Linked DNA regions of Mus musculus: region 2 is linked to region 1. A link is a contact called in public promoter capture Hi-C data. All regions are on one chromosome and are shown on one strand. Each heading gives the region's core, a stretch centred on a gene start, on an enhancer-like site or on the middle of the called end of the contact. The rest is flanking DNA. Distances are from core to core; before and after follow the strand shown.

Evidence for each region. Promoter capture Hi-C pulls out the DNA fragments that hold promoters and counts their contacts.
Region 2: a contact with region 1 is called in a promoter capture Hi-C map of hippocampal neurons, with 2.1 times the contacts expected there. The contact joins two enhancer-like sites. A contact is called at or near these places in 4 of 39 promoter capture datasets (the C10 cell line, hippocampal neurons and pre-B cells), 6 of 484 Hi-C or Micro-C datasets (the G1E-ER4 cell line, the Patski cell line, bone marrow-derived macrophages and 2 more), 6 of 115 datasets of contacts at active chromatin or transcription factors (the 230-238 cell line, the HPC-7 cell line, bone marrow-derived macrophages and 3 more) and 3 of 9 other capture datasets (adipose tissue, liver and pancreatic islet).

The regions. Positions count from the first base shown.
Region 1 is chr14:73,114,485-73,119,504 of GRCm38.p6, forward strand. No RefSeq gene overlaps it. Among named protein-coding and RNA genes, the nearest start is that of Gm35388, 14 kb to the left of the region's middle. Within about 2 kb of position 2,662, at least 152 of the 459 cell types and tissues checked have an H3K27ac peak or open chromatin away from gene starts, as enhancers often do. A contact at or near this core is called in cerebral cortex and hippocampal neurons, where this site is marked.
Region 2 is chr14:73,196,808-73,201,827 of GRCm38.p6, forward strand. It overlaps Rb1 (RB transcriptional corepressor 1), which reads right to left. Exons shown (of 27, transcript NM_009029.3): 25 at 2,375-2,517; 26 at 1,725-1,774; 27 at 1-477. The coding sequence ends at 404. Among named protein-coding and RNA genes, the nearest start is that of Mir687, 7.5 kb to the right of the region's middle. Within about 2 kb of position 2,779, at least 17 of the 459 cell types and tissues checked have an H3K27ac peak or open chromatin away from gene starts, as enhancers often do. A contact at or near this core is called in cerebral cortex and hippocampal neurons, where this site is marked.

The DNA.
Region 1 (5,020 bases), core at 1,412-3,911:
TCAGAGAGTACCATGTAGAAGTGGGAGCCAAATGAGCCCTTTCCTCCTCAGCTTGCTTTCAGCCATGGTGTTCCATCACAGCAACAGAAGTCCTAACTAGGACTCCCCCTGAGCCAACCATCTCTGGAGCCTGATGATTATGTCTTGCTAAGCACAGCCACCTCTTCTATATTTGTGCGTAAGCACAAATCCTGCAACTTACAACATGATTGGACTGCTACAATTTGCATTTTGTAGCCCTTTTCTGTCACTGGGAGAATATAAAGTCAACATTACTGGCAGATAATAGAACAATAGGCAAACCAATGTGAGACATACTATATCTCATAGCCACGGAGGCTAGCCATGAAAAGCCTGCTTGCTCTAGTTCTTGGAGGAAGGAATATTTTAGGGGCTTTCTTTGTGTCCATTGAACTATTTCTTTCAGTCTTCGCAGAAATCATGAGAGCGGATATCTTTTTTTAATTTATTTATTGTTATATGTATCTACACTATAGCTGTCTTCAGACACACCAGAAGAGGGAGTCAGATCTCATTACAGATGGTTGTGAGCCACCATGTGGTTGCTGGGATTTGAACTCAGGGCCTTCGGAAGAGCAGTCAGTGCTCTTAACCACTGAGCCATCTCACCAGCCCTGAGGGCGGATATTTTTATTCAGATTTTACAGATAGGGACAGAACACTGTGGTGCAGAAACTCAGAAGTACAGGGTCCTGAACATGGTTGCACCACCAGCAAGGGCTGTCTCACACCCGAGCTGTGGTTTTTCACTCTCCCAGACTAATAACTAAAAGATACCCACAATGCTAACTAAGTTCTTCCACCATCCACAGTCCTCAAGCCAAATGGTCCAGCATTCAGGCATGGCCACTGAACCTTGACTGGGAGCAAAGGGAAGTTTCTCTGCAGAACCTAGCACAATGTTTTCCTCGTCCTTTCTAAGATACCCCAGTGCTGCTGTCGCTGATCCAGACAGCTCATCCACTTGTTGTCTACCAACAGCATCATCATGACCTTTACAGGCAAACACCAGAGCTGAGGGAGTTTGCAGAAAAGTTATCTTAGAAATGCTTTAGGGCTGCAAAGATAGTTCAGTTGATAAAGTGCTTGCCTTGCAAACATGAGAATCTGAGTTCAATCAACCTCCCTCCCCAGGACCCACGTAAAACTCCAGTGCATGATGGTGTGGGTTTAATCCCAGCCATGGGAAGGAAGAAATGGACACATTCCAGGGGTTTGTTGGCTAGCCAGCCTGAAGGACTTGTTAAGTTCCTGGCCAGTGAGAGACCTTATGTCATTTTTAAAGAGAAAGGAAACAAAAGCAAAATAAGGTGAGTTGGGTATGGTTGGCACACACCCTTAATCCCAGCATTTGGAAGGCAGAGGTAGGTGGATCTCTGAGTTCCAAGCCAGGCTGATCTACAGATGAGTTTCGGGACAACCAGAGCTATACAGAGAAACCTGTCTCAAAAACAAAACAAAATAATAACAAAAACGGCAAAAATTTTAAAAAATTTAAAATTTAAAATAAACCTAAGGTGAGCAGCTGCCTGAGAACTAGTGGAAGCGTGACAGGTTTTCTGGTCTTCACATGCATGCATGCACATAAACTTGTACCTGCCACACACACACACACACACACACACACACGCACACGCACACACACACGCACACGCACACGCACACGCACACACACACATCTATGCATACACATGAAGAAAAGAAAATACTTTAAAAATCCCTTCTATATAAACACCGTTGGGGCTGGGGACCATATTTGAGCCACTACAAGAGAGACATAGTTGCATAAATGCCTATAATCTCAGCACTTAGGAGGCTGGGGCAGGATGTCTCCTGAGAGGCTCTGCCAGAGCAGATGTTTGCAGCCAACCATCAGACTAAGCACGGAGACCCCAATGGAGGATTAGGGGAAGGACTGAAGGAGCTGAAGGGGTTTGCAGCCCCATAGGAAGAACAACAATATTAACCAACCAGACACCCCCCCCAGCCCCCAAGATCTCCCAGGGACTAAACCACCAACCAAAGAATACACATGATGGGGCTCATGGCTCCAGCTGCATAAGTAGCAGAGGAAGGCCTTATCTTACATCGATGGGAGGGGAAGCCCTTGGTCCTGTGCAGGCTTAATGCCCTAGCATAAGGGGATGCTAGGGTGATGAAGTGGGAGTGGGTGGGTGAGCACCCTCATAGAAACAGGGGGACGGGGAGGGGATAGGGGGGTTTACAGAGGGGAAACCAGGAAGGGGGATAACATTTGAAATGTATATAAGTAAAATAACCAATTTTTTTTTTGTTTTTTACAAAAAGAAAGCTTAAGGCCAGTCTGGGCCATAAAGGAAACCCTGTCTAAAATGAAAATAAATTGAGAGAGATGAGGGAAAGAGGGAGAGAAGGGAAGACAGATAGAGGGAGAAGGAAGGGGAGATGGGAGCAGAGAAAAGCTTTTTAAAAGGTAGAGTCACAGAGAACAGTCCAGCATTTGCTCCCTTCCTGCAGTCATGTGTCTGAGCACTGATACTCCTCACTTGCGTGCCAGGGAGCTGCTTCAAAAATGAAACCAGAAGACTCTTAGCCTGCAGGTGGCTCTGGTAGCCAGAAACAGATGTACGTTCTACAAGGACAGAGAAGTAGGGCAGCATATTTTTTTTTCCAAAACAAAGACTGAGGAAACCACAGCTGCAGTTGGTGGGCAGGCGGCATCCTGGTTCTGAGTTTGCAGCGCCCGAAGGAGGAGTTTTGAGGCCAGAGGAGAGGCGGGGTCACCCAGGAGCCCCCGCATTGTCAAGATTTCAGAGACGTTTCTCAAAGATAAGCGCATTATTATTTTTTTCTAAAAGGAAATACATAAAACTTGGGGTTGAAATTAAAGACTAATGTTTTCTCCCACAATCACATTAATCTCTCTCTCTCTCTCTCTCTCTCTCTCTCTCTCTCTCTCTCTCTCTCTCTCTCAAAGTTGAAAATAAAGAACCATGGTGTTTTGATCTCTGTGCTGTATGCAATGGCAGACATATGCTGGCAAGTTTAAGATGCCTTTTCAGCTACAAATATTAATCACATAGCCGCCTGGCCATGATGGTGCTGGTCTGACGTTCCATAGCCTGGGAGGCTGAAACAGCAGGAATATAAATTCAAGGCCACCTGGATACAGAGCAGGTTACAGGGCAGCCTGAAGCACAAGAAACCTATCCCATTTTGGTGATATCTGCCTCACAGGAAACATAGAGAATTATGCCTTTATTATCTTGCCTTGTCCTGTGAGACAATAAATCCCATTCTCCAAAGACTTACACACATTGGATCCCTACTGCCTCCTTGTGGAATCCCATCAGATGTCCCTGGCTTTTCTAGATTGTCAGATCCCAAGATGGAAGCAGGAATCTGAACCCTGGGCTCCAGGCTTTGTCTGCCAGCACGTTGGAAAAGCAGGGAGCCAGATCCCAGCCCAGACTTCACAAATCCGAACGCTGCATTTATGAACCCCTAGTCTTCACTGTCCTGATGGATTTGAGATAGGTCACCAACTTGTATGAATTAGGGCAGAGTCAGAGTGAGTCTTGGGGCTCTTGTCCTCTTTTGTGAAATGAGGGCATATTGGAGTTCATAGGCTAAAATCAAGGTGTCTGCAGGGCCAGAAAGCCCTGGAAGATAGTGTGTTTTCTTGCCTGCATTTCAGAATCAGCAAAGGCCAGTCATGTGTTCACTCCATGTCACTCCACCCTAACCTCCTCCCTTCAGGCTGTTTTCTGTTGGTATGAACACCCATGAATTTGATTTGAAAAGAGAGGATTCATCTAGGTTTTTCAGTTCTGGGCGCTGCAAATCGAAAATCAGGGAGCCACATCTGGAGAGGCCTGTGCCCTTTTGGTAAGCCAGCCATGATGACACGCATCTCTAGCTGAGAGACCTTTGTGTATAAATCCATTGTAGTTGCTAAATCACAGCCTCATTATGTAGTTCTAGAATCCACCGATGCCATGTATCTGAATTCTCTCTTATGGATCACCTCATATGACCATCTACCGTCTGTTCATTTACTCGTTCGTCCACTCTGTGGTGATTAATCTTCATTGTCATTTCAGCTGGACTTAGAACCACCTACCACTAGACATGTCTATGAGGATGTTTCCAGAACAGGTTGACTGAAGAGGGAGGACCCAGCCCCACTGAGTGGTACTGTTTAATTGGCTCAGGTCCCAGATTGAATAAAGGAGAAGGCGGTCTGAGAGACAGGAATTCTCTCCTCTTTGCTTCCTAACTGCAGAAGCGATGTGGGAGGGGCTGCCTCATGCTCCTCCCACCACGGTACCACGGAGAGAAGGACAGGTACCCTCAAACTTTGAGCTGTGGTAAACACTTACTTACTTAAGGAGATTCTGCCAGTTATTTTGACACAGCAACAGGAACCGTGCACACTCCTTCAGTGAATACTGCACTTCCACCATGTACATAGTCCTGGCGATGCAGTAAGGACTGTGGCCCTGCATCTTAACAGATTCCTAAGCAAACTGAGATGCTGGGGGTCTCTGGGAAGCTGGGATGCTGGGGGGTCTCTGAGAGTCTCAGGGAAGCCTACCAGGCCTGCGTTGCCCAAGCTTCGCTTCCACCCCGCTGCATCAGCGTTTCCTGTTTCACAGTTGGTACCTTTCTAGTGCCTGACACACAGGAAACCCTTAGGTAAGGGAACACAATAGTCTGTAAGTGTCTGAAGCCGGAGACAAGCCCTTTTCCAGCTCATCTTCCAGAGCTGGCCTCCAGCATCTTTCCTCTCTTGGGTCATAAACAGATGCCCCTCCTCCACCCCTATCAGTCAACTGCCTCTGCTTTTTCTCTATTTGCAAGCCTTGTCTGTTGCTGTTGACGCTATTTCTATAACCTCTTTGACCTCTCTCTTCTGCCTTTTTTTTTCTTTTTCCTGATCACAGTAGTTGTATTCTTCAAACCACAGTGGGGCTCCCTCACCTGGGAAACTCTGTTTGCCAAAGGGAGATGAGAACGT
Region 2 (5,020 bases), core at 1,529-4,028, 82 kb after region 1:
AAGGGTATTCACGTTAAATTAAAAAATACATATAAATTAATAAAACCAAGAGCAAACATCACACATGTGCCATGAGGAAAGGCAAAGTAGTCAGCCAGATGTAGGGGGTCAGGACCCCTGCAGAGGCCCTCACTTCTGAGGGCAGCAGGCTCATGTTGGAAATGCAAACAACTTGCTTTCATATTTTAAATGGCATGATCTGCACAAGATTCTCAATCCTGTGTGCTATCAATTCTCTACCATTGATTACAACATTGAAGTGGCTTACGAATCACCCACACAAATATTCAGCTTGTACCTGCACATTTTATATCTCTAACATGAGCAGAACCTGGGAACTAGTCACAACCATGAGCCAGGAGTCTGGTGTCCCCAGGGCTGAGGGTCCAGGGCCCTGAGGTCCTCACTTTTCCTCCTTGTTTGAGACATCCTTGCTCTCATTCATTCTCTGCTTTTGCATTCGTGTTCGAGTGGAAGCTGGAAAAGCAACAAGAATATTAATAGTGCTGAGGACTCTGGGAAAGTAAGTGGACCAGGGGCAGGCAGCCCACCATGTCTGCACATGGGGTCCTGTGGGGTGGGGTGGGGTTGGGGCACACAAAACTTGAAGAGATATAATAGAGATGTATTAATTCATATAACTAGTATTTTAAGTGGTTAGCATATTTAATTTAGGTTCAAACGACACACTTAAGGGAAAGGGCTTTAAAAGTATGCAGAAGAAGTACAGCTCTGCTGTGTGCTTTCTCTGGCAGCTGCCATGCATGTCCAGTACCTGCCTGTAAGTCCTCATCACCTTCACTGGCAGTGGCCCCCACAAGCTTCTAAACACTTCTACTTTTTCTAAGTCCCTTTCTTTGCCTATTACTGGGTCTTGCAGCAGCTACTCTTACTACCACAGCTATGTGCCTAAGACAACCAGAACACTTAGCAAATACCGCTTCCTTCCATCTACTTAATTTTTTAGTCTCATAATAGCTTAGGGTGAAATTAAATTTGTCATACTATTCCAAAAATAACATTCATTTTATTGATTGATTGTATATATAGCCTGTCTGTTGCAGTGCTGAGAACTTAACTCAAGACCTTGTGCACATTAGGCAGCAAACACTCTGCTACTCAGTGACAACCCCTCACCCCACCATTCTAAATTGCTGTCACACTGACAGACCTGATCCCAATTTCCACAAATCTGACTTCCAGTAATGGAAACCTCTGTTTAGAACTGTCTCAAAGCCTGGAGAGTAAGGAAGTTTAACAAGCCCCTGGTGGTTTGTGTGTGCTCCATGGGTGGCCCTAAAGTTGTCTGCATACCACCAGCACTGACTGGACTCAGTGGCTATGGAAAAGGAAGAGGAGATAAGGCTGGGAGTGCAGTTTAAGGGGAGGTGCCTGGAAGAAGAGAGAAGGTGGCCAGTGAGGGGAGAATGCCATCAAATCATACTGCATACATGTACAAAATTTCAAAAAGTAATATTTTAAAGTACAGATCAACATCAGCTTAAGACTATTCAAAGTGTGCTGACCCACACTTTGTGAAACACACTTAGTCTACCAATGTGTGAGGTAAATTGTATACTCCTGTTTGAACTACTAGTTTGTAAATGCATAAATAACTGTGCCACTTGAAGGAATAATGTGTGGATTCCTTCAGAGTCAAAAGGCTTTCTTCAGTGAAATCAAATGCTGCTTCCCTGTTTGCAAAGTAAGAGAGGGGAACTTACTCATTTCTGCCAGTTTCTGTTGGAATTTGGACTCCGCTGGGAGATGTTTACTGCAGATTGGGGGGAAAAAAAAACACATTTTAAAAGCATGCATGCAACTTCCTAGTAACTCTGTTGCTTTCAATTACATGCTATTATTTTGGTTTAATTTCAAAAGCTTCTAAGTGATCTAAAAAAAGATATCACAAATTTATGATCTTATATATTTTTAGTGGTTTTTATAGAGCATAATTTAGTATTTTCTAAGAGTTTTTTAATTTAATGTTAAAACTAACAAATTTGTATCAATAGCTGTGTAAGTCCATGCTTAGACTTGTAATGTCTAAGTCGTCATGAATTTATAGATGGCAGATTTGCATGTTGCTTTCCACTGTACCACTTTACACTTAGTATGTTGTTTTCTCTTGTTTTTCCAGACAAGGTCTCACTATATAGCTGTGGCTGCCTTTGATCTCCCAGAGAGGGGCCTCATCTGCCTCCCAAGTGTTGGGATTAAAGGCATAGGCTACCTTCTCCCACATCTAGTCTCTTTAGTTGTTCTCACAAAGTGGTAAACTGGCAGGACAAGGCCTGAGGGGACTCAGGACGGGGCTGACAGTGGCTCTGTGCTCTGCTCAGCTACCTGGAGCAAGCATCTCCATGGTTCCTACCTCCCATCTGCTTCATCGGCTCCCTCGATGTCAAAGCGCAGCTTTTTCAGTGGTTTGGGGGGGTTGCCGCCTTCAGCACTTCTTTTGAGCACTCTGTCACTATTACACACCATCTGGTTTATTTTCTGGAACTTTTCAGATGTCTGTAAATTACAGAGTTCTTATTTTAAACCATTAAATAGCCACATTTTGAAGTCAGCAGCTACAAATTTTATTTTGAGATGCACCAAAAGTTAGGCAAAAGTAATCTCTTCATTTTAATTCTCTGCCTTACTGGACTAAGTGACAGATTTAAAAACAATTAGCATAAGGATGCCAATTCTGCCTTCATTAAACACCCATTCCTCCTGAATCCTCCCATCTATGCAAGCAGCTGATTCTCCCATCTATGCAAGCAGCTGATTCTCCCATCTATCCAAGCAGCTCTGATTCTGTGCTATCCCTGCGCTGTCAAGCACTGGCTAAGCCTATGGCCTTGCTGGCACTCAACGCTTGAAACCAGGACTTCTCAGAAGTAGTAAAGGTGGATCCTATTTCTAGAACTGAAATTAAAACAAAAAACAAAAAAAAAAAACAAAAAAACAAAAAAACAAAAAACCAAAAACCTTTTTTAAAAAAAGCTGTGATTTAGAGGATTACATAGCAAGAAGGAAGGCCATAGGAGCCGTGACTGATATACTCCCTGAGGTGGATTGAGTCATGGGATGTTGATATATCACTAACCATCACTCATCATGGATGGCATTGTTGAAATGTTGCTAATTTATAAAGGTTTTTAACTTAAATATTCAAAGACTTCACAATTTTAGTCCAGGCAATATTACTAGACATGTGACCTTGGTAAGACATGCCAGAACAGGCACACCACCCAATCTCACCCAGTAGATAAGTATGTGGAAACAGTCTGTCTCTTAGCTTCCATTTCATGACTGTCTCAGGCATGTGTATTACATGTTAGTTAAGCCAACAAATGAAGTTAGACTTTCAGATAGAACTTAAACATGAACTGATTGGTGCATTAGATAGGATCAGCTTAATTTAATGAAAATATATGTAGAGTACATATTCAACATGGCAGAAGCTAAGTCCCAGGGCCTTATTACTATGCGGATGAATAGTGTCTCCATTGTTTCACAGGCTGCAGTAAGCAAAAGTGTGATGACCTGTGTGAGCTGCCTTGCGTGAGGTGTAAACGAATGGTCCCACAGCTCCTTTGTAAAGCCCAGCAGCTACAGCCCGTCTTCAATCAGCTGTCACAGCACTGAGGATTTGTAAAATGAACTTTTACATTTTATTTAGCATATAAACTCCAACCAACCGCTAGAGCAGTGCTTTTTAACCTGTGGGTCAAGACCCCTTTGGCAAAACTCTATCTCCAAAATTATTTGTTATAATTCATAACAATATCAAAATTACAGTATGATGTAGCAACAAAACTAAGGTTCTGGTTGGGGCCAGCACACCAGGAAAGGGCCTCGGTGTTAGGAGGGCTCAGAACTAGCCAGTGCTCTAGGGTGTGCACACAGCTGTTCCCTCTCTTTCTCCTCTCTTCCTCTGTTTCCCTTTTCTTTCCCTCTTTTGTTTTCACCTAAAACAACATTAATGCTATATAGCCCATGCGGGCCTACAAATCACCATGTAGCTCAGGTTTGCCACAAACTCTTTTTTATTTTTTTCTCTTTTTGAAACTAGATGTTGTTCATACAATATATTTTGATCAGTTTCCCCTCTCCCACTGAGTTTCCCTCCATTTTTCTCTCCCACTGGAATTTATACCCCTTCTGTCTTTTGTTAGAAAACAAACAGGCATCTAAAGAATAATAATAAATAAAATAAAACAACTAAAATATGACAAAACAAATACACAGAAGAAAAAGGGCCAAAGAAAAAGCATGAGGTGGGCATATGGATGCAGGGCACGGGTTGGTACACGCAAGAATCCCTCAACACACAAACTGAAAGCTGTAACACACACAAAGAAAAACAGCCCTAGGAGACAAAAAGGAACTTCCAAAGTTGCCACTGAGTTTGTTTTGTGTAAATTATCTACTGCTGGGTACAGGACCTGCCCTGAAAGTATAGTTTGTATCCTCAGAGAGACTATTAGAGAGAACTGATTTTTCATTTCCAAGTAGTCACAAATTCTTGATCCTTCTACCTCAGTCTTCTGAGATTATAAACCACTGTGCTTGGTTCATCATGAAACCAATTATTTAAAAAATTGTATTTATTGTTGTTATATATGTGTGCACGCTGTGTGTGAATATAACAGTATGTGTACTGTGGTGCACATGCCAACAGCAGAGGACAAACTTTAGGAGTCAGTTTTCTCCTGCCACCTTTCATGTGGATTCTTGGGGTCAAACTCAGGCCCCTGGGCTTATGCAGCAAGCACATTTACCTCAGGTCCTTATTGATCAGAGAAAGACTAGCACCGAGAGGGAGCAGAAGGCAGTGGGAGGTGGGGTGAGTAAGTACAGGAAGGAGTGTTAGAGCGCGGGGGTGTGGGAGGAGGCCAGTGCCAGAGTCATGCTGCAGAGGCTATTGTGCTTCATTTCAGAGGACCTCACTTCAAACTTCTGTAAACATTTCTATGAGATTGTACACATACATGTTACCACATAGAAAGATATGAGGTCTTTGTCT